Regions from separate parts of the Pan troglodytes genome. Here region 2 is linked to region 1. Evidence: chromatin contacts called from public Hi-C data. All regions are on one chromosome and are shown on one strand. Each heading gives the region's core, a stretch centred on a gene start, on an enhancer-like site or on the middle of the called end of the contact. The rest is flanking DNA. Distances are from core to core; before and after follow the strand shown.

Region 1 (6,416 bases), core at 1,932-4,431:
ATTTGCCAGTATTTTGTTGAGGATTTTTGCATCAATGTTCATCAGTGATATTGGCTTGGAGATTTTCTTTTCTGTTGTATCTCTGCCAGGTTAGGGAGGAGTCCCTGCTTTTCAATTTTTTGGAATAGTTTCAGTAAGAATGGTGCCGTCTCTTCTCTCTACGTATGGTAGAATTCAGCTGTGACTCTGTCTGGTCCTAGGCTTTTGTTCATTGGTAAGCTATTTATCACCGCATAAATTTCAGAACTGGTCTGGTCAGGGATTCAATTTTTTCCTGGTTCAGTCTTGGAAGGGTATATTTGTCCAGGTTTATCAATATCTTGTAGATTTTCTAGTTTATGTGCATAGAAGTGTTTATAATATTCTCTCATGATTGTATTTTTTGTGTGTCAGTGGTAATATCTGTTTTATCATTTCTGATTGTGCTTATTTGAATCTTCTCTCTTTTTTATTAGCCTAACTACAGTCTATCTATTTTATAAATTTTCTCAAAATGCCAGCTCCTGGATTTCTTCAAATTTTCAATAGTTTTTTGTGTGGGTCTCTATCTCCTTCAGTTCAGCTCTGATTTTGGTTATTTCTTGTGTTCTGCTAGCTTTGGTGTTTGTTTTGTCTTGGTTCTCTAGTTCTTTTTGATGTCACATTAGGCTGTTAACTTGAAATATTTCTAACATTTTCTGCTAGCTTTGAAATCAGGTTTTTGTTTGTTGTTGTTCCTCTAGGTGGGATGTTAGATGGTTAACGGTTAATTTGAGACTTATCCAACTTCTTTAGGTAGGCTTTTACACTATAAACTTTCACCTTAACATGCTTTTGCTGACTTTCAGAGATTTTGGTATGTTGTGTCTCTGTTTTCATTTTTTTAAAGATTTTTTTATTTCTGCCTTAATTTTATTGTTTACCCAAAAGTCATTCAGCAGCAAGTTGCTTAATTTCTATGTAATTGTGGGGTTTTGAGAGATATTTTTGGAACTGAATTCTATTTTTATTCCACTGCAGACTGATAATATAGTTGGTATGATTTAATATATTTTTTTAATTTTTTAGACTTCCTTTATGGCTGAGCATGTGGTTGATCTTGGAGTATGTTCTGTGTGCAGATGGGAAAAATGTATATTCTGTGGTTGATGGGTGGTGTACTCTGTAGCTGTCTATTATGTCCAATTGGTCAAGTGTCATAGTTTTGTCCAGAAATTTTTGGTAGTTTTCTGCCTCAACAATCTGTGCTACCCTATCAGTGGAGTGTTGAAGCCCCCACTATTATTGTTTTACCCTCTTGATTGTCTGAGTGTTTTGTAGGTGTAGAAGTACTTGTTTTATGAATCTGGGTGACCAAATGTTGGCTGTATTTATACCTTATCTTATATAAGAGTGGAAACTCTTGCTTCTTTTTGTTTTTGGTTTGCATGATAGATCTTTTTCCATCTCTTTAGTTTGACCTTATGGGTGTGGTAACTCGTGAGATGAGTCTGTTGATGATAATAGACAAATAAGTCTTGTTTTTTTGTCCAATTTACCCCTGTGTCTTTTAACTGGGTCATTTAGACTCTTTACAATATGGGTTATTACTGATATGTGAGGTTTTCATCCTATCATGAAGTTGCTAGATGATTGCTTTGGATTCCTATTAGTGGTTGCTTTATAGGGTCTGTGGGCTAGGTACATAAGTGTGCTTTTGTAGTAGCAGGGATCTTTCTTTCAATTCCATGTTAGAACTCCCTTAAGGGTCTTTTGTAAGGCTGGATTAATGGCAACAAATTCCCTTAGCGCTTGCTTGTCTAGAGCAGGTTTTCTTTATCCTTTGCTCATGCAGCTTAGTTTGGAAGGATATTAAATTCTGGGTTGAAATTTCTTCTTTTTAAGAATGCGGAAAATAGGCCCACAATCTCTTCTAGCTTGTAAGTTTTCTGCTGAATCATCCTCTGTTCACCTTTTCAGATTCCCTTTGTATGTGATCTGACCTTTTTCTCTAGCTGCCTTTAAGATTTTGTCTTTGGCATTGACCTTAGACAGTATACTGACTATATGTCTTGGTGATAATAGATTTTTATAATATCTCAAAGGGGTTCTCTGTATTTCTTATATCTGGATGTCTATCACCCTGGAAAGATTAGGAAAATGTTCTTGAATTATTTCCTCAAATATGTTTTCCAATTTGTTTACCTTTTCTCCTTCTCTTTCAGGAATGTAAATAATTCATAGGTTTTGTCACTTTACATAATCCCATATTGCACAAAGACTTTGTGCATGTTTTAAATTCTTTTCTCAGGCAGCCCCCACTCCTGCTGACCTCAGGCTTAGGAGGAAGTGAGGAGCTTAGGGACAATCATGGGCCTCCAGCACAGTGTACCTGCCTTATGGAAAAGTAATCAGACTATTTTCCACATGGGTCCCTGCCTCCACTACTTCTCACTGGGTGGGGACCTCCTGGCCTGGGAGCCCAGACACCTCGCCCCCACTTGAGCTCTTGAGCCAGTATAAGCTCTGCATTTCCCTGGGACAGAGATCCCAGAGGTAGCAAGCAGGCTACCACTCCATAGCCCCCATCCCTGCTTCCATTAGGCTCAGGAGGGAGCGAAGAGCTTAGGACTACTGTAGGCCTCCAGCACAGTACAGCTGCCCTATGGAAAAGTTGCCAGACTGCTTTCCATATGGGTTCCTGCCTTTTTTATTCCTCACTGGGCATGACCTCTCTACCTGGGCCCCCAGCACAACTGCCCTGTCCCCACCTGAACATTTCTGTTGGTGGGATCTCTGCATTTCTATGAAAATGAAATACCAGAGACAACCCATAGCCCCTCTGCCATTGCAGCCGCAGCAGTACCACCTTTACTGCTATTGGCCTGGGAAAGAAACAAAGGGTCTGGTTGTTTTTCTGGCACATCCAGCATGCCACAACCTCCCATGGAGAGTATCTCCATTTTTCTTCTCTGTGGTCCCCACCCCCTACACATCAACAGGCAGAGCTCCTGGTTCAGACTCACAGAGCAGCTGCCCCACTCTCAGCTAAACATTCCTACTGGCAGTGGCTCTGTGTTTCCCTGTAGTGGAGCTTCCAGAGGCAACTGACAACCCCTCTGACACTACCACTGCAGTGGTACTGCCTTTGCTGTACTCAGACTGAAGAAGGAACAAGGAGCCTGAGTGCCTTACTCACACCTCCAGCATGCCACAGAGGTGAGCTCACTCATCCTCTCTGCCCTGTGAGTCCCTGACCCCCTACTCATTATCAGGCAGGGCCTCAGGCTTGGGCCCACAGTGCAGCTTCCCCATCCCCCAGCTGAAAATTCTCATTGGCAGCAACTTTGCATTTCTGTTTGGTAGAGTTCCCAGAAGCAACTGAAACTCCTCTGCCTCTGCCACTGCCACTGCAGTGGTACTGTCCTTGTTGCCCTCAGATTTGGGAAAGAATAGCCTGGTTTCTTTATTCACACCTCCAACATGCTACAGCCACCCTAAGGAAAAGAGGCCAGTCTGTCTCTTTGTAAGCCTGCCCCCTGCTCCCTGCTAGTCACCAGGCAAGGTCTCCCCCATCCCCCAGCTTGGGCCAGCAATACAGCTGCCCCACCCTGGGATGATCATTGTGATTGGCCATGGCTCTGTATTTCTCTTGGGTAGATCACCAAGAAACAAATAAAAGGCCATCTGCCATTGTCATTGCCAAGGTTTCTGCCCCTGCTGCTCCCAAGTGTGGGTGGTAACATAAAGCCTGAGCACAACCTAAGGCTGCAGTGTGCAGCTCAGGAGTGCCAAGCCATGATCTGCAGCCAACATTTGAGTGGGAGAAGAGCCCACACTCTCAGAGTACTGAGAGGGAGCACAGCTGTAATTGTGAGGAAATACAGAGGAGCGACATGGCTCAGCAAGTCTGCCTGGCAGCCATTATGCTTAAGTGTCATCTACTGGATCACACCCCAAACTTCAACACCAAAAATACTTTCTTAATATAACGCCCTGTGAAGCCAAGGACAAGAATTAAGCCACAAATAATGACCTCACACAAAGCCAAAGCCCTCTGAAAACATCCAGAAATAAAGTCAATTGACTATACTCAAATTACACCACAGTTAAAGGAAAATCAGCCCACATATATGAGAAAGCACCAGTGCAAAAATTCTAGAAACTGTAAACGCCAGAGAATCTCCTTACCTCCTAATGACCACACTACCTCCCCAGCAATGTATCCTAATGAGAATAAAATGGCTGAAGTGAAAGACAGAATTCAGAATTTAGGTGGCAAGGAAGATTATTGAGATGCAGGAGAAAGTTGTAACTCATTCTAGGGAATCTAGTAAAACAATTCAAGAAGTGAAAGCTGAAATGGCCATTTTAAGAAAGAACCAAACCAAGCTGATAGAGATGAATAGTTCACTACGCGGAAATATTAACAGCTGAATAGACAAGGCTGAGAAAAGAATCTCAGAGCTTGAGGACTGGTTCTTTGAATTAGTAAGACAAAAATAAATATTTTTAAAAAAATGAACAAAGCCTCTGTGAAATACGAGATTATGTAAAGACAGCATATATATGACTTATTGGCATCCCTGAAAGAGAAGTAGAGAGAGCAAGCCACTTGGAAAATATTCTTGAGTTATACTGTTCACAAAAATTTCCCCAACCTTGCTAGAGAGGTCGACATACAAATTCAAGGAATTCAAAGAACTCCTGTGAGATACTTTGCAAGATGACCATCCCCAAGACACATAGTCATCAGATTTTCCAAGGTCAACATGAAATAAAAAATATTAAAGGCAGCTAGAGAGAAAGGGCAGGTCGCATACAAAGGGAACTCCATTAGGCTAACAGTAGACATTTCAGCAGAAACCCTACAAGCCAGAAGAGATTAGGAGCATACATTCAGCATCGTTCAAGAAAAGAAATGCCAATCAAGAATTTCATATCCAGCCAAACTAAGTTTCAGAAGCCAGGAAGAAACAGTATCCTTTTCAGACAAGCAAATGCTAAGGGAATTCATTACCACCAGGCCTGCCTTACAAGAGGTTCTTAAGGGATTGCTAAACATGGAAACAAAAGATCGTTATCTGGCACCACAGAAATAGACTTAAGTACATAGTATACCCACACTATAAAGCAAAAGACACGACAAAAAAATAAAACTTCAGGCCAGGTTGCTGGCAAGATGGCTGAATAGGAACAGCTCCGGTGTGTAGCTCCCAGTGAGACTGATGCAGAAGGGGAGTGATTTCTGCATTTCCAACTGAGGTACCCACTTCATCTCATTGGGACTGGTTGGACAGTGGATATAGCCCAAGGAAGGCGAGCCGAAGCAGGGTGGGGCATCACCTCACCTGGGAAGCATAAGGGGTCGAGGAACTCCATCTCTGAGCCAAGGGAAGCCATTAGGGACTGTACTGTGCACCCCAGCCCAGATACTGTGATTTGCCCACAGTCTTCACAACCCACAGACCAGGAGATTCCTTCTGGTGCCCACGACACCAGGGCCCTGGGTTTCTAGCACAAAACTGGGTGGCTGTTTGGGCAGACACCAAGCTAGCAGCAGGAGTTTTTTTTCCATAACCCAGTGGGGTCTGGAATGCCAGCGAGGCAGAACCATTCACTCCCCTGAAAAGGAGGCTGAAACCAGGGAGCCAAGTAGTCTGGCTCTGTGGGTCCCACCCCCACAGAGCCCAGCAAGCTAAGATCCACTGGCTTGAAATCCTTGCTGCCAGCACAGCAGCAATCTGAGCTCTACCTGGGATGCTCGAGCTTGGTGGGGTGAGGGGCGTCCACCGTTGCTGAGGCTAGAGCAGGCGGTCTTACCGCCACGGTGTAAACAAAGCCACTGGGAAGTTCAAACTGGGCGGAGCCCACCCCAGCTCAGCAAGGCCACTGCAGCCAGACTGTCTCCTCTCTGGGCAGGGCATCTCTGAAAAAAAAGCAACATCCCCAGTCACTTAGAGATAAAGCCCCCACCTCCTTGGAACAGAGCACCTGGGGGAAGGGGCGGTTGTGGGCGCAGCTTCAGCAGACTTAAATGTCCCTACTTGGCAACTCTGAAGAGAGCAGCAGATCTACCAGCACACCGTTCACACTTTGATAAGGGACATACTGCCTCCTCAAGTGGATCCCTGACCCCCGTGTATCTTGACTGGGAGATACCTCCCAGTAGGGGCTGACAGACACCTTACACAAGAGAGCTGGTCTGGCATCTGACAGGTGACCTTCTGGGATGAAGCTCCCAGAGGAAGAAACAGGCAGCAATCTTTGTTGGTCTGCAGCCTCCGCTGGTGACACCCAAGCAAACAGGGTGTGGAGCAGACCTCCAGCAAACTCCAGCAGACCTGCCGCAGAGGGGCCTGACTGTTAGAAGGAAAACTAACAAACAGAAAGGCATAGTATCAACATCAACAAAAAGGACGTCCACTCAGAGACCCCATCTGAAGGTCACTGACTTC
Region 2 (6,416 bases), core at 994-3,493, 530 kb after region 1:
TTTCAACAGATAGTTTAACAGCCATTTCAGTCAAAACACCTGTTGAATACAATTTGGGATTTCTCTTTCTAAAAACTGGTAAATACAAACATTTCTGTCAGTGCTGTTTTATTCTTTTTTGATACTTCTACTTTTGGTTGAGGCGTTTTCTGCCTCTGCTATTTCTTCTCAATTGTCCTTTTTTTGCCCCTTATTACTTTCTTCCCACAACAGTATCGATGTAGCAAAAACATTTTGATGCCTTTTAAAAATGTCTCGTGGCTGCCTATATCCCAATCTATTATGTTAGAGTCATATCACTGCATTTTGAAAGCAATGATCATCACAACTTCTTAGCATTTTAACCCTGTACAATTTGAAATTGAAACAGTATGAAGAGATTCAAAGGGCAGTTCTTAAACCTGGTTGAAGAAATGAGAAAAGAAGAAAATATGTTGTAGAAAGAGGCAGAAAAATCCAATTTAGGGTATCTGTAACTAAATAAGGGAGCAAAAAGAACCCACACATTTCTCGTTGATCCTGCTAAGTACAACTAGGGCTGAATAAAATTCAGTAAGTTTCCAACATTATTTATATTTTAGAAGAATATCAGAGAAGTTACCATAAGCCATGTAGTTGGTAACGTTTTGTAAAGAAACGAAACCTGGATTTCACTTTATGAATAACTAACAGCCTCTAGAGAAGAGGAGCACAGGAAAGGAAATATCTTGGTTTTAGAGAATGAATAGCTTGACAAGGAGTCTTAAAACAACTTTGCTAGGCCAGGAGCGGTGGCTCACGCCTGTAATCCCAGAACTTTGGGAGGCCGAGGAGGGCAGATCACGAGGTCAGGAGTTCGAGACCAGCCTGGCCAATATGGTGAAACCCTGTCTCTACAAAAAAAAAAAAAAGTATATATATGTATATATATGTATATGTGTATATATATATATGTATATATATGTATATGTGTGTGTATATATATGTATATGTATACATAAATTAGCCAGGCATGGTGGCGCGCACCTGTTGTCCCAGTTACTCGGCCGAGGCAGGAGAATCGCTTGATCCCCGGAGGCGGAGGCTGCAGTGAGCCGAGATTGTGCCACTGCACTCTAGTCTGGGCGACAGAGTGAGAATCTGTCTCAAAACAAACAAAAACAACTTTGCTAAGGCGATCTAACCACCATATGCTGTGTGGAAAAGACCATTCCTTTTCCCTGGAATGTACCCTGCTTAGACATTTTGTTCTATAAGCTCTTAGTACGTTTGGGACACTTGATGAGTGGGGGAAGTGGAATCTTGTTTAGGACTGGAGCTCTAATCACTGGACCTTCAAAGCCAATGGAAGAGGAAGGAAAATGCACGTTCAAGAATGCAAACCCTCGCCCTTTCCTCATATTCCGTGATGACTGTTTTGAGTCCTAAACAAACATTTCCTATCAATTTTAGCGGGGAGTAGGGCCAGGGCAATCTCGACACTAAGGGACGGGGACACAGACAAGTCTGTTCCAGGACAGTGGCGGAAGTGCCATAAAATGAGGCGTCCATCTGCCACCCACAAAGCAAGTCTCTCTGTTTCCCAAAGTGTTCACAGGCTCACTACGCTTCCTGAATGTCAGTGCGAGTTAGCAACCAGGACTCTGATCTGAGTATGATCTCGGACGCTTGTTCCTCTGCGCGCTGGGTAGGGGAAAATTTACACCAAGCGCGCTTAGGTGGGCTAAAGGGCTGAGCTGTTTACTTCTGAACTCGCCAGCGTCTTTCTCCCGGAAGCTAGGCGAAGCCATCTATTAGCCCCCGCAGAGTTTGGGAGAGATGCGCAAGTGGAATCGGAGCTGCCACCTCACTTTCCACGATCTAACCCGGTGTAAGGTGGCGGAAGGGGCATGGGGAGGCACGTTCAGGAGTCGCGCTTTGCGTTTCCACCCCGACACCAGCGGAGCGCGGAGCGGATGGGTTCACAGCATAGGCCACTTTGAGAACTCTGCGTGACATTTGGGAGTTCTCTCGTCTGGCAGAGAGGCAAGAAGCAGAGGCACCACACCGCCCCCTTCTCGGACTGGATCTCTGTTCTCGGTCGAGCCTGAACCCACTCAGGTAGTCGGACGCCGGCCAGGGAGTCTCCACCTCCTCGCCAGCGGCAGCCATTCGGAGCGCTCGGGCGCAGAAGGGGTGGGGCCCATTGGCTGTGGGACGCTGCCAGTCTCCGGAGGGGGTGTGGTGGGGGTGGGGTCTGGGGCCGCAGCGGGTCCGGGCTGCTCACTGTTTGTTGAGCTTGAGCGTGAGCCGGCTGCTGAAGACTTGCGAACAGTTCGGAGCCAGCGAGAGCGCGCCAGAGAGAGCGAGAGTGAGGGAGTGAGTGCGAGGGGATCTAGAGGAGTCAGGGCGAGAAAGCGAGGGCCGGAGGACCCACGATAGAGACAGAGTGACCATGGCTGTCTCCGCATCTCCAGTGATCTCTGCAACTTCCAGCGGCGCCGGCGTCCCGGGGGGCTTATTCCGGGCCGAACCCCTGTACTCGACTCCCAGAGAGCCCCCTCGTCTTACTCCTAATATGATCAGTAGTTTCATGGTTAATAACCACAGCAACAGTGCCGGAGGCGGCGGCAGCGGCAACACCAACACCAACGAGTGCCGCATGGTCGACATGCACGGGATGAAGGTGGCTTCGTTCCTGATGGACGGCCAGGAACTGATCTGCCTGCCGCAAGTCTTTGATCTTTTTCTCAAGCACCTGGTGGGAGGCTTGCACACTGTGTACACCAAGCTGAAGAGACTGGATATATCCCCCGTGGTGTGTACTGTTGAGCAGGTCCGGATCCTCCGCGGGCTGGGGGCCATCCAGCCCGGGGTAAACCGCTGCAAACTCATCACCAGGAAAGACTTCGAAACTTTGTTCACCGATTGCACCAATGCCAGGTGAGACACTCGTTTCTTGGCTCTCCCACTTCTTTTACCCCTTTGGCCTCTTCTGCATGCCTCACCACCCTCATCCAACTTTGTTTGTAGAGTGAGTCTTAACTAGTTTGCCTCTATTCTTCACGCTGTAAATCGGTGGGGAAAGAGGACTAGAAGCTTTCATTAATGCTGGTGCCTTCTAGTCCACGCTCAGTGCAAGGGCTTGGGTCTAAAAAAGTCCCGCAAACTTGAGTTTGCAGTCCTCTATTGAAACTTTCCAGCCTTTTGCCCATATCTTGCATGGCTTTTGGCTGTTCGTGGTTATTTGTTAATTTCTCTATTTGGTTTTCTTTCTGCTCTTTTGTGGCCGCACGGGTCGGATAGGTTTTCTTCTGAACACGGATACCAAGGGCTTTCTCTGGGGGCTGGCTGAGCTGTAAACTGGGCTCCTAAGCTGGCAAGCCAGAACACAGCATTTGGGGCATGCAGGGGGTGGGAAGTCTAGAATCCATCCCAGAGGGTGATTCGATCCCCATCCCGTGTGTTTGTTGTGAGAATGTGTGGGGTGTGTGGTGTTGTTGTTTGTGGTGGTGTTGGTGTGTATGTGTGCAAGTGCGCGTGAGAACGTATGCTCATGCTTGCTGCGCAAAGCTCCCCAGTACACGATACAGGAAAGTCGATGGATACTATTTTTACAAAAGGACGACGACAAATATCACTTTCCTGGGATCGTCCATTTTGGGTTATCTGCAGAGGGCAATGTGGGGCATGAATCCCTGTGGCTGGGACTGGATTGGAGGTTGGTGTACAAGTTGGCAGATTTCTAGAGAGGATGCTCTCAGCTCTTCCAGGCAAACAGTTGGAAGGATCCCATTCCCTTAAAGACAGAATTCCTTAAATGATGATGGCCAGCTTCCCTGGTTGTAAGTGTACCTCCTTCATATCACAGTTTAGAAGTACACTAGTGAATAAATGTCCATTTGTATATGAGAAGCAAATTGTGTTCAATGTTTCTGAGTTTAAAAAGAAAAAAAGTATACTCAAGATTATCTGACTTTTTAAACGCCTGTGAATTAGTCTTCTAGTGTTTATTCCATCTCCAGTTTGGTAACATCTCAGGAAAGCACAGATTTGGCACAAAAATCACCATCACGTGGTTAAAAGGAGCAAAGGATTTTGTTGTAAAACAGCACTGCTGCTTATTATTTTGCAAAAATAAAATTAAAAACCAACAACTTTCTCAAAATGAACTTTTAATCATAAAATCTCTGGGTCTGTGAACTAAAACTGTAACAGTTTGCCACATCTGTTGTAAAATCCAAATTGCCATGTATAGTTGAATGATACTGACAACTTGTAGGCAAACTGTTGCTTACTGCTGCAATAAGATAATGCTGCAGAACTTACAAGGGAAGCTTTTTCCTTCTTCTTTCTTTTCTTCAATTGAGCAGTGTTTTTCTGTGTTCAAGCAATTAAACAGAAAACTATTTATGTGAGAACTCCTACCTGATTCATATTTAGGGCTTACAAAGCTGGTTTATTATATCAGCTTTTCTTAAGGAAGATAGATGGCCTGAAAACACAAAGGATAACAGCTCCCTCAATAAAACAGGCAATTATGGATTGTAAGAGTAAAAAGACAATTTTATTTCGACTACAAAGCATTTTATTAGTACACAAACTAAAAAGGTTACAAGGGACTTCAGATAGTGGCCATCTAATTCATTTGTTGCCATCCAAAAACACTCAAACATTTAAATAATTGCAGACATGAAAACCTATTCTCTTATTAACTCTCTCTCTTTATCAGTCTCTCATCTCTCCATCCCTGTTCTTTCTCTCTTCCCCCTCTCCCATCTCTAAAAATGCCCATTCTTAAAGTGGAACAATTATTACACTTAGGAAATTCTTCCTTCCTCAATTAATTTGCACATTCTTGAGAAAAACCTATGACCATGATTTTCAAATAAATAGATTAGTATTTTAATATGCTTTTGATACTTTTCTCTATAAATGGAAACTTTTCCTAATTTTTATCAGAGCTACTTACTAAAAAAGAAAAATCGAGAGGCAGGTGATCTTGTAATATTTTTGGACCCTGTTATACCATGTATTTTTAGGTTATTATTTTATCTAATTAGCTTTTATTTACTGCTTATCACAGCAATAGTAACTTTTCATGTGTGTGAATTGCTTTTGTGTATGTGTGTGTATAAAGGTGATAAATATTAAATATGTAGGAAGAAATAGATCTGTGATGTGATTCATGTGCCTTCTATTGCATTTTCTTTTCTTTACGGGTATTTGGTTTATTATATTCATATTTTAAAACTGTGTTACAAGTATTGCAATTTTATTAATTGTAAAAATTTATGAAGTATATTCTATGAATGCAATCCATCAGTGAAGATGAGGAAAACTACTAGAAACACACCTAAATTGCAATTTTAGATAGAAGACAACCACAATTTCCGGGAAAAATCTAATTAATTATAAAATGATATCAACAAATTTTGCTGATTCGAAGTGTCCTCCTAACCACATTATTAAAATTACAAAATATAATAATGCATTTAATAAATGCTTTATGATGTTAGGTAAGATTATTTACAGAAATGTATACTTTAAGTTACTCCCAAAATCTGAATTTTTAAAGAAAATTGCGAAATTTTTAGATCAACATTATTTCTGTGACTTTTCTACTCAGTGAAAAGAAAGGTAAGGGATGTAAACAGGAAAGAGGTCCAAGAGAGACAAAGTAAGGTAGATGAGACTCGAGGCCAGTGAGAGAGTAGAAATGCAGGAAAAGAGCAGAGTGATGCCTTGAGACAGAGTGAAAGATGGAACAGAAGAGCTTATAGAGATGCCCCAAGATGAGTAATGTACCAATGGAGATCTGGCTAAAGAGGATTGTCCTTCAGGACTCGTGACTTCTTAGTGCTTCTAGCTAAGAGCAGGGAGGGAAGTGCAAGGAAAAAGTAAATGTTTAGCGAATAGAAACTCTTAAACACTATTCTTATTTCAAAGAAGAGATTCATCTTCATCGCTTGATGGATAAATGTTCATAATATGTTGTTGAATGGAAGGCCTATTTGTAATGGTGTCACTGGCAATTTTCTCTTTCTGTATAATAAACATTTCTTCCCCTCTCTGTTGAGTATGTGGGGAAGAGTACAAGTCCTGACTTAGAGCATTTGGAATGCTTTCTGTGCTATCCCAGAACACACAAAATGGACTGTTTTCAAATTGGTCATTTTCAAAGACCTTAAGGTATTGCCACTAAGTAACATTTTGATTTGCTTCAGTGCCCATTATGTGCACTGAAGAAAAATGAATGAGTAAAATATATACATAATTGTTTCTTTGATAGTACTGAAAGTCACAGCAAGAACTACCAGTGCCTTTTATTAACTATTTTGTTGTTAGCCAATTATCAAAATATTCAGTTGTCTTCCTAGAAAATAAGTTAAGAAGTAATATCTGCTTCAACTGCTAGAGAGGTAGTAAGATTAAAACTCTTGACCATTCATTGTTCT

What was found. A called contact is a pair of places that touch in the nucleus more often than the background predicts.
Region 2: a contact with region 1 is called in a Hi-C map of induced pluripotent stem cells, with 1.7 times the contacts expected there. The contact joins the promoter of DACH2 here to the enhancer-like site in region 1. A contact is called at or near these places in 1 of 7 Hi-C or Micro-C datasets (induced pluripotent stem cells) and 1 of 1 datasets of contacts at active chromatin or transcription factors (stem cell-derived excitatory neurons).

The regions. Positions count from the first base shown.
Region 1 is chrX:83,280,965-83,287,380 of NHGRI_mPanTro3-v2.0_pri, forward strand. No RefSeq gene overlaps it. Among named protein-coding and RNA genes, the nearest start is that of POF1B, 240 kb to the left of the region's middle. Within about 2 kb of position 3,182, at least 2 of the 24 cell types and tissues checked have an H3K27ac peak or open chromatin away from gene starts, as enhancers often do. A contact at or near this core is called in induced pluripotent stem cells, where this site is marked.
Region 2 is chrX:83,814,902-83,821,317 of NHGRI_mPanTro3-v2.0_pri, forward strand. It overlaps DACH2 (dachshund family transcription factor 2), which reads left to right and starts at 2,244. Exons shown (of 12, transcript XM_016943980.2): 1 at 2,244-2,901. The coding sequence starts at 2,414.